2 separate regions of the Anser cygnoides genome follow, and region 2 is linked to region 1. A link is a contact called in public Hi-C data. All regions are on one chromosome and are shown on one strand. Each heading gives the region's core, a stretch centred on a gene start, on an enhancer-like site or on the middle of the called end of the contact. The rest is flanking DNA. Distances are from core to core; before and after follow the strand shown. Region 1 holds the start of GK (glycerol kinase). Region 2 holds the start of NR0B1 (nuclear receptor subfamily 0 group B member 1).

Region 1 (5,004 bases), core at 1,830-4,329:
GATAAACCTAGGACTCTGAGTACTGTAGGTGTACTTCACTGTATTGACACTTCATCGAATATTTCAATTCTTGCTGTTCTTGGATAAAATACCAGAAAGGCTTTACCCAGCAAATACGTTTCAAGAGATCAGGCAGAGCCATTAGCTCCTGACCCCAAGGCTTTTAGCAAAAGTAGCAGGAGTTACAATGGATTTTAATGATATCATTCTTGAATAAAATGGAATATGATAGATGTAAGTATTTGATGAATGTATTTGGCAAAACATCTAGATCAGAATTTAGTCACTCAGGTACAGTTGTTCAGCCTACCCCTTTTTCCTCCAGCTTGGTATCTTAAGAAAATGAGCTGCAAGCAATGGTGATGGCACTCAAAGCACTGAGCTCTCCCCAGTAACTCTGATCCTGTCATCCAAGTTCATCCCAACTTAACAGGAAAACTGAGAACTCACACAAGGAATGACGGTTTCTTTTGCAGAAAAAAAGATCCAAATAAAGGTCCTCTGAGGGCAAGGCTACAGCATAAACTAAAACTGTTTGTGTGCATTGTGTGTGCTAAGGATAAACAAGGAGTGGCAGTAACAGAGATGCAGTTTCCTCAGTTCTGGTGCTTATTTATCATCGGCCAGCCTCATTCATGTAAGCAGGAGAATCTCACAAATCCTGGCTTGTGTCCATACATAGAATCACAGAATAAGTAATGCTGGAAGGAATCTCTGGAGTCCTCTGGCCTGACCCACTGCTCAAATAATATTAAATTTAAAATTACACCTAGTTACTCAGGGCCTTTTCCAGCCAGGTGTTAAGTACCTGCAAGGATGGAGATCTGTCTTTTTGAGCCCCGATCCAGCGTTTGAGCCTAGTGAACCTTTTGTTCCTTGATTTATTTGAGGTTTATGTTGCTGTAACTTGTCTTTGTTTCCTGTTTTCTTTTTCTGTGCCCCTCTGAGAAAAGCCTTGTTATATTTTCTCTATACGCAGTGTTTAGATAGCTAGAGACACCACTTCCATGCCTCCTTACATTTCCCCTGGACAAACAGCCCAGGGTCTCCCATCCTCACCCTGCATGTCATGTGCTGCAGCCCACGAACTGCATTAGCCAAACTCTGCCGGACTAAACTCAATGTTTTGGACTCTCTGTTCCTCTGGGGGGGGCAAAACCAGACACAGTGTTCTCAGTGCTGCCATGTAAGTGGCACATAGACAGGAATAATTAGTTCCTTTGACCTGCTGGCTGTACTCTTCTTAATGGGGTTAATCTTCACCGCTGCAAGGACACACGGCTCTCTCATGCTCAACTTGCTGTCCGGCAGGACTCTGGATCCTTTTCCACCAAGCTGCTTCCAAGCCCTCTGTCCCACGCGCTAGAGTTTGTTGAACTTCACGACGCTTCTGACAGGCCGCTTCTCCACCAGGAATTCCAATCAACTGCTCACCTGCAAACTTGAGAGCACATCCTGACCCATCATCCAGGATGCTGATGAGAATACCACAGGGTATCAGCCCTCACTACCAACCCCTGTGGAACACCACGTGGGAATTGGCCACCACCATTTAGACTGAACTATTGATGCTACCCTAACCACACTTTTCACCCAGACATCTTTGGGCTCTTCAAAATCTTATGTCCTCTGTCTCAAAAGTAAATAATAAAAAAAGGTAATGGCTGTACAGTACTAGTACACTTTCTTAAAAAGAAGGAAGTAAAAAGGTATGGCCTCTTCTTTATTTGAGCATCTGAATCCCTGAACAGAAACATACTTCATGTCAGACAAAAAACAACTAACAGTATAAAAACTGCTGATGAATGCAACTAGTGCAAGGAATTTCTTTTTAGCAGAACTTGTATTCATAAAAAGATCTTGAGTATAAAGTTCAAAGTGTCACTTTCAGTTCTACTAGTGTTAGCCTTGTAGGCTAAGAAAAAGAGTTAACTCAGCTGCATGTGTAGAGCAGACAGAATTTATTTTCAGGCATTACAGGGAACTTTTCCAATTATTTTTTTGAAAAGGGCTCCTGACTGGCATTCCAGATAGCCCGCTGGTGTCATTTGTCAGTTTGGAGTTTCTCTCCACCCCTAGATCTCTGCTTTGTCATTTGACAATCCCATGAAGGTCGTGATATTGAGAAATAACGGTAACACAGGTCAAGATACTCGGTCTCCTGCTTCGTGAAAGAAAATTCCACATGGGGGAAGCATATCTCATTCATCTTCCCAGTTCAGTACTGTGCACATTTGACAACATTCCCTATCTGGTTGCTACCTCTATGTCGGTTCCAGAACAGAAGCTATCACCGGGGCCTATGTCAAATTGCTACGACTTATTGACTAGGAGACAGGACAGCATGCACAGAGATTTGCAAGCAGGAAGCTGATCTAGTAAGTTAGGTAGATAGTAATGACATTAGTTACTGTCTATTGCATAATATGGAAATGACTAGAGCCTTAGCCTAGAGGGCTGTCATTAACCGCCCCATCCTTAGACAAGCCCGTCCTCCCCCGGTGCTCAGCCGGGCCCACCTTCCGCAGGGTGGGCGAGCTCAGCCACCTGAACGCCGGGACGCGCCGACACCGAGACCGGAACTGCAGCAGCCGCCCCAGGAGGCCACCACAGCGGTCTGGAGCCCGGCCGGTGGGGCTTTTATACACGTTATCGCCCCGCGGCCGCCCGGAGGGACCTCCATCCTCCCGCATGCAGCAGGCCAGGGGGGCCCTCAGCGCCCCCCCGCCCCTCCTCGTCCTCCTGCGGGGGCGGCAGCCGGGGCAGGGCGGCGCTGCCCTTCCCCAAGGGCGAAGGGAGGCCGGGAGGGGACCCGCAGCAGCGTCCCCGCCCCGGCCCCCTCCCCGCGCGATCCCCGCGGCGTGCTCACCAGGAAGCGGCTGGAGCTGGTGCCCTGATCGATGGAGCCCACCAGCGGCCCCAGCGCCACGCGGTCCGACGCGGCCATGAGGGGGCCCCCCCCCGGCTAACGGCCAACGGCGGCCGCCGCCCGTCCCCGCCTTGCAACGGCCGCGGAGCGGGCAGAGGCGCCAACGGCCGCGCTCGCGCTGCCCGGCCGCCCGCGGCGCGTGGCCACCGAGTGAAGCCGGCGGGCGGGGCGGGGCCGCCAGGGGGCGGGGCCAGCGGGGGGCGCTGCCGCGCGCGTCACGAGCCCGCAGCCAATCGGCGCCCGGGGCGCGGCGGGGGCGGGGGGCGCGTGACGGGCGGTGCGGGGGGGGCCGCCGGTGGCTGTTGGCGGCGCGAGGGCAGCCGTTGGCGGCGCGGGAAGGCTGAGGCGGCTCCTGAGGGGAGCCCGGGGCGGCTCCGTGTCCCTCTCCAAGCCCGTTTCTGTCCGGTACCGGGCAGCTCCGAGGGCTTGTGAGGCAGCCACCCGGCCTGAGGCAGCCACCTGTGAAACGTCGGCCGCAACGGGGCCGGTGTCGCTTCGCAAAGCTGGTCTCTGCATCCAGCAGAAATACTGACTTCAAAAAACAAAACAAAACAAAACCCCATGATCTTGGTCCTCCGGCCTTCCTACGTGGAGGCAACTAGTGCTTCAAGAAAAACCGCTGGTGTTGCAAGACCCGTGATCGAGTTGCAAAAGCTAATAATGCTGACTAAAGCATGTGAGAAGTTAACTAGTGAAATGTTGCGGTAAATTGTCCTCCGCCGGCTCCAATTAAATAGATTTGTCTTTGTTTCCCGTTGGTGGTAGTTGTCCAAAGTTGAGGTATTTTGTCAGAATATGGTCAGACGCAATCAGATTGCTGCTGCTTGGTAGTATTTGGTGTGACATCTGATCCAGTGCCTCCAGCGTACCATTTTTTTTGTGTCTGTTGCCATTGGGGCACCTTGGCATGGATGCTAAGGCTCTTTACTAATGTATAATAGATAGCAAATGACTTAGTTACAGCCTGTAATTACAAAATCTGGAATGAGACAGATAACAGTTTTAGTAAGAAGTTGCGTGTTTTTAAGAGTTGGAGTAAGAAAGCACTGGAACCGCTTACTAAATATTATGAAAGATTCTCTGTTACCCTAAAATGTTTTAACCACGACTGGTATTTCTTCTTAAAATGTCAGCTACAGTTCAGAGATTACTTAGCTCTGAGACTTTGATTCTGCAGCCCATAGAGAATGACCAGAGGCAGGTGGTGCAAGGAGGTGACAACAATCCTCTCTGGCTGTGCAGGAGAACCCTCCAAATTCTCCACCTGTCAACTCTCACAACCTACACTGCAGGCAACCTCTACGCTACAGCCATGGGCAGTAACCACAGCTGACTTTAAAAAGTTTATGCAGGGCTACACCATCTTCATACAGACTAACAGCTCAGGGAATTAATCTCAGAAGATCTTATTGAAGTCTAAATTCATCAGTATAATTAGTATGATTTTTGTATTTTCTTTTGCTTCTTTTAAAACCTGCCATATGATGTTTTGAACCTAAATTTTAGCTCGAGGTAAGACATAACTATTTTCAGCAAAAGTTGAGGTCTCTCAGGATCCAGAAAAGGAGGAAGTAATATCATGACTGATATTTATGCAAAACATGAAACACTACTGCACCTATATACAATTTATAGAGATCACTGAGTTACAGCAATTTCCTAGGATGTGCAAATCTACCATTTTCTTGGGTATTCTTTAGCAGTGTCTCTGTATTTTCACACACCTGGGAAAGGAGAGATGGCAATGATAACCTGTGCTGTTTCTTTACCCTGCAGCAGACTCTTGATTAAGACAGACAGAGAATTCTGGCAGACTCTAGTAAACAGAGTGTCATGGAGAACAACTTAGCTAGTCTTCCTAGCTCATTCAACAGAATAGTATAATATGAATATTCAATAGAACAGCGTACTCTTTATCCTTCAATGTTTTTATTTGGTGTTTGAACACTTCTATTTTTCTTTCCCTGTGGTATTTATTGCTTTATAGTTGAAAGTTGCTCTTTGCAGACCTGTCAGTACAGATAGTGGGCACAGTTCCAAGGAAGCTGTTTGCAGAGGAAGGAAGGGTGGAGCTG
Region 2 (5,004 bases), core at 1,610-4,109, 140 kb after region 1:
CAATCTTTTGTTTGGATGTAAATCTATTCATGACTGGACAACATGGACTGGGTAAATTAGAAGAAATGAGACACATCCACTTTTTTTTTGCTATATGTGTTTTCACGTAGTTTCCATCAAAACATATTTACTTGTCTGTGAGAGATTCTGTTTTCAGTTTGTTTTTAAACAGAATGCTTTGCAGCCTTTTGTTTAGCTTGAATGCTTTAGATAGGCAAAACTCCGACACAAAAACAAAGACTATTCAAATCACTAAATGTCAACATAAGAAACATTACTAAATATGTCTAGGGCATTAAGAAACATTACTAAATATGTCTAGGGCATTTTGATGTTTTAATTGGGAAAGACATGCTCTGCCCTGAATAAAATGCCATGTATATTGATACATTAAGAGTTAGAAAGAAAGAAATTAATGCATAAATGTACTTATGAGAGAAAGAGGTACACTTTTGACTATACTAATGCAATTTCTAGCACTTAATAATAAATCAAGTTTCAGTTACAGCATGGGATACCCATATTGATGTAGTTATCAAAGAAAAAACCTTTTTGCATATGTTGGTTTAAAAAATGAAGTGCCAGCAAAGTCATTGTATGACAGTAGAGTTGTATCTACATTTGAGACTTGTTTGAAAGAGAAATGTCTTGAAAAATTAAATACCTGCAATCCACATTGCTACATCAGGAAAAATTTCTATTATAGACTCACTATAAAAGTTACATATGGCCCGGTGCAAGCAGCATCCTCCCATAAACAGAATGTTCCCACTACTGGTCTAAGTTTGAAACTGTAAAGGCAATGCTTTGAATCTCAGCTGTACCATACTTTCCCACAGATACCTTCTAAATTGCAATCTAGTAAAAAACATAATTGGATTCCACAGTCAGTCCAATAATACGTACCTCATGGGAGAAGTGCTACTGAAGTCAACTAAAAGCTTAGGGATGCTCATTTTCTGAAACGTGGCAAGTTTTCTCTTGGAAGTTAGTGAAAGAAAAAAAAAAGGAAGGAAAAAGGCTAGAAAGGAAAAAAATCTAACATAGCAATGTAGAGAAAACACTGATTTATGTACCATAAAACACTTGTGAATGGCAGGAAAATATACTACATGATTAGACAAGTATTTTCCAGTTACCAATGATATTATTCGAATGACAAACTTCATAACATTTAAGTTTTATTTGTTTGTTTATTTATTTTTGAACTCTAAGCATTTTTTTTTTCTTCAAGAATGTTCAGTGAAAGATTGCTTTTTGCTGCAGGGACAAAACTCAGCTGTCTGCAAACTGTAGATATCAGTGCATTGGTGCAATGTAACAATTCTCCACCACTGCAAAGACAATAAAAGACTTTATCATATTTGAGTCTGTGGAAAAAAAACGATAGAGTCCTTAGACAAAGATCTGAAAGCCCTGCATTAGTAAACTGTAAGACTGCTTAAGAGACACCAGGAAAGTTAATAAAAATATTTTAATAAAACAAACAAATTATATGATGCATTTTACAGGTAAAACCAAAGATAATTATAATTAGGATTTTGGACAATCTGAATTTGGAAAACAAGGTGTACTTAAGGCAAATAACCCTCCAGTGCTTTATATTACACATATACCTTTTGTGCTTTTTTGTAAAGAATATCCCTTTTGACTCCAATTGTGAAGGAATACTTAAGAGAGAAATGGCTATATAACAATGTAAGCTGATATAGAAGGACTAGCTTCATAGGGAAAAGAAATTGCTGAGATCTGGCCTAAACTTTCTATGTTCCTAAGAAGCCCAAAGCTGTTAGTGGTATTTGCTTAAAAAACTATGAATTTTTATTGAAAGAAAAGAAGTTTGTCCAGAATTGATTTAAACATCCCTTGGTAGCAGATATTGATGGAGCAGGTACAGAAGGCTGCTGAAAACTGGCTACTTTCACTAAAACTGTGCCAAGGTTCTTCTAGTTGACAGAAAGCATAAAATGTTTCTGGTTTGGCCCATATAGGCACAAAGAAGTAACTCTTTACTTACTGTATTGAGTAAGTACTGTTCTCTGCTGCACCCAGTTTTAGTTAGTCCAACTAAGAAAGTAAATGAGTTTTTCATTCAAGAGTAAAACCACATTTTGACATTCACTGTTCCTCTATCCCTCCTGTGTAAACATCAAGGCCTGGTATAGTTATTTTCTTGTTTTGGAGTCCATATGTCACACTGACGAGATGGGTCTCAGAGAAGTGGAGATCTAAGATGAGGAGGCAATACTCACTTCAGGACATGACAAGCCTGTAGGGAAAATTGAAACGTTTTAAACGGATAGGTAGAATGTAAACATCAGGACCTCATAAAGATGGGCCATGCACAGCAGCACTGCGAAGCAGAGGAAGGGAATTATTCGCGGGGGATGGTTTCACGGGAGATCCACATAGTTTCAATGCAGGATCTCATGCAGCAGAGGCAGCAACCCCGGGGACCCCTGTCAGAGCCTCACCAGGACCCCAACCCCACACTGTGGGGACCATGTCCGCCTCCCTTCCCCACGGCAGCATTAAGGCGTTAATGAAGCCGAGGGGGCAGCAGAGGCAATAAGCCCTTTGTACCGCTGGCGATGTCGCCTGGTTCCGGCCCAGGTGTTAGTCTGTGTCCCCCCCCAACCCCAGCCCGCGGGGCCGGCCGCCATTTCGCGACGTGCGGGGTCGCCTCTCACCACCTCGGAGCCTGACGGCAGGGGCGGGCGGCTCGCCGACTCCCTCTAGGCATCGCTGCCTCGGGAAAGGGGGGAGGAGGAGGAGGGCTTTCTTTTTTTCCTTTTTTTTTTTTTTTCTTTTCTAATTTTTCCCTCCTCTCTCTCTTTTCCAGCCAGTAAAGAGTGTCTGCCCCTTTGAACCGCGGGCACAGCGGCTGCACACACACCACACACACACACGCACTCACACACGCACACCCAGCCGCCGGCTATAAATAAGTTAAGAGCCGGGCAGAGGGCGAGCAGTGCGCCTCTCCCGTCGGTCGTAGGCGGCGGGGACCGCGACCGCCCCGAGCAGCCTCCTCCCGGGCGGCTCAGCCCCGGCCCCGGCCCCGGCCCCGGCCCCGGGTGCCATGGCGTGCGTGGAGCGCTGCCGCTGCTGCGCGGGCAGCCGGCGGCACAGCAGCATCCTCTACAACATCCTCAAGAGCCAGGAGCAGGCGGAGGCGGAGAGGCGGCAGCCGCCGCCGGGCCAGGGTCCGAGGCAGGGTCCGGTGCCGGTGGCGAGGCGGGTGGCGGCGTGCGGCGGCTGTTCGTGCGGCTCGCAGCGGCGGGTGGCCCTGAAGAGCCCGCAGGTGGCGTGCAAGGCGGCCTCGGCCGTGCTGGTGAAGACGCTGCGCTTCGTGCAGAACGTGCCCTGCTTCCAGGAGCTGCCCCTGGAAGAGCAGCTCGTCTTGGTCCGCAGCTGCTGGGCGCCCCTGCTGGTGCTGGGGCTGGCGCAGGACCGGGTGCACTTCGAGACGGTGGAGAGCGCCGAGCCCAGCATGCTGCAGAGGATCCTCACCAACCGGCGGCAGGGCGAGCACACCCCGCCTCGGGGACCGGCGCCGGGGCGGCCGCACCCGCCGTCGGCCGGCGACATCCAGGCCATCGAGGGCTTCCTGGCCAAGTGCTGGAGCCTGGACATCAGCACCAAGGAGTACGCGTACCTCAAGGGCACCGTGCTCTTCAACCCGGGTGAGTGCCCGCGGGGGTCCCCCGAGGGAGGTGGCGGAGAAGGGGCGCGGGGCGCAGTTCCCCCAGGGGTGGGGCCGCGGCCGCTGTCCCAGGAATGAAACATGCCCAGCCCGCGGCAGTGGCCCGGGAAAAGCCGGGAGGCAGCCGCCGCTCCCCGCCTGCTTGGAGCCGCCCTGGGGCTCCGTCTGTCCGTCTGTCCGTCTGTCCGTCTGTCCGTCTGTCCGGCCGGCGGGGCTCAGCGGCCCCTCCGGACAGCTCGGCACCCGCACAGCGGGGACAAAGCGGGGCAAACCTCAGGCTCTCAGGTGTGCCACGGCAGGGGAGTGCTTGTTTGGCTTTGCGTTGCATTACTGTTCTTTCTTTTTATTTTCATCCATCGTTTCTCCTCCTAAAGACTTCCAACAGCTCTACCAAGTGGTTACCATGTCAGTTACTTACCTGGAAGGTAGCTGGATGTGGCACTTCCTAACTATGGCTGTACCAAGTTGTATTTAGCACTTCTGCCTTCACACTGTTGCACCGAAAAGCAAAATCCCTCTACTCCCACTCCCTCAATACCCTCAGTGTAGTTCACTCGGAAACTTTCTATCATGTATTGGAGTTAATACTTGTTGCCACTTGTTATCTGGAGCTACTTAGAAACTGTTGTCAAAAGATGCCTTACCAGAGTAATGCCTTTTGTAGAAGTGAACAAGTTATTAAACAATTTTTTTTAATATATATATTTTTTATTATCTCAGCTATTTACAGATTGTACTTGTCACTGCAAAGGCATTTTGTACAGCATTCTTCAGTGAAAGTTTCTGTTATCAGCTAATTCTTTTTAACATTTAAATGAATTTGGCAAATATTGCAGTTCACTTTTGAATAGCAAAGAGTATTGATTGTCCTGAACCACCAGCATGATAAGATTTTGAGCTACACTATAAAATTTGGCTCATTGAATCGGCATGCAAGAAGTCCTCTAGCAATTTCATTTGTTTCATTCTTTGTGTGATAAATATAATCTGTAAGCTGAATGTTTTGTAGATGAAACTTATGTAAACAAAATAATTTATTTTTCTTTTCAGATTTACCTGGACTGCAGTGTACACAGTATATTGAAGGACTGCAGAGGGAAGCACAACAAGCTCTAAATGAACATGTCAGACTCATTCACAGAGGTGATGAAGCCAGATTTGCCAAGCTGAATGTTGTTCTATCCTTGTTAAGATCTATTAATGCTAATGTGATAGCTGAACTATTCTTCAGGCCCATTATTGGAGCAGTGAACATGGATGACATGCTTTTGGAAATGCTTTGTGCAAAATTATAAAGG

Evidence for each region. Hi-C and Micro-C count contacts between places; a contact is called where the count stands out from the background.
Region 2: a contact with region 1 is called in a Hi-C map of liver, with 3 times the contacts expected there. The contact joins the promoter of NR0B1 here to the promoter of GK in region 1. A contact is called at or near these places in 2 of 7 Hi-C or Micro-C datasets (both in liver).

Annotation. Positions count from the first base shown.
Region 1 is chr1:124,108,916-124,113,919 of Taihu_goose_T2T_genome, forward strand. GK (glycerol kinase) reads right to left here and starts at 3,080. Exons shown (of 21, transcript XM_048081238.2): 1 at 2,870-3,080. The coding sequence starts at 2,947.
Region 2 is chr1:124,251,250-124,256,253 of Taihu_goose_T2T_genome, forward strand. NR0B1 (nuclear receptor subfamily 0 group B member 1) reads left to right here and starts at 2,860. Exons shown (of 2, transcript XM_013192667.3): 1 at 2,860-3,686; 2 at 4,757-5,004. The coding sequence starts at 3,083. The coding sequence ends at 5,001.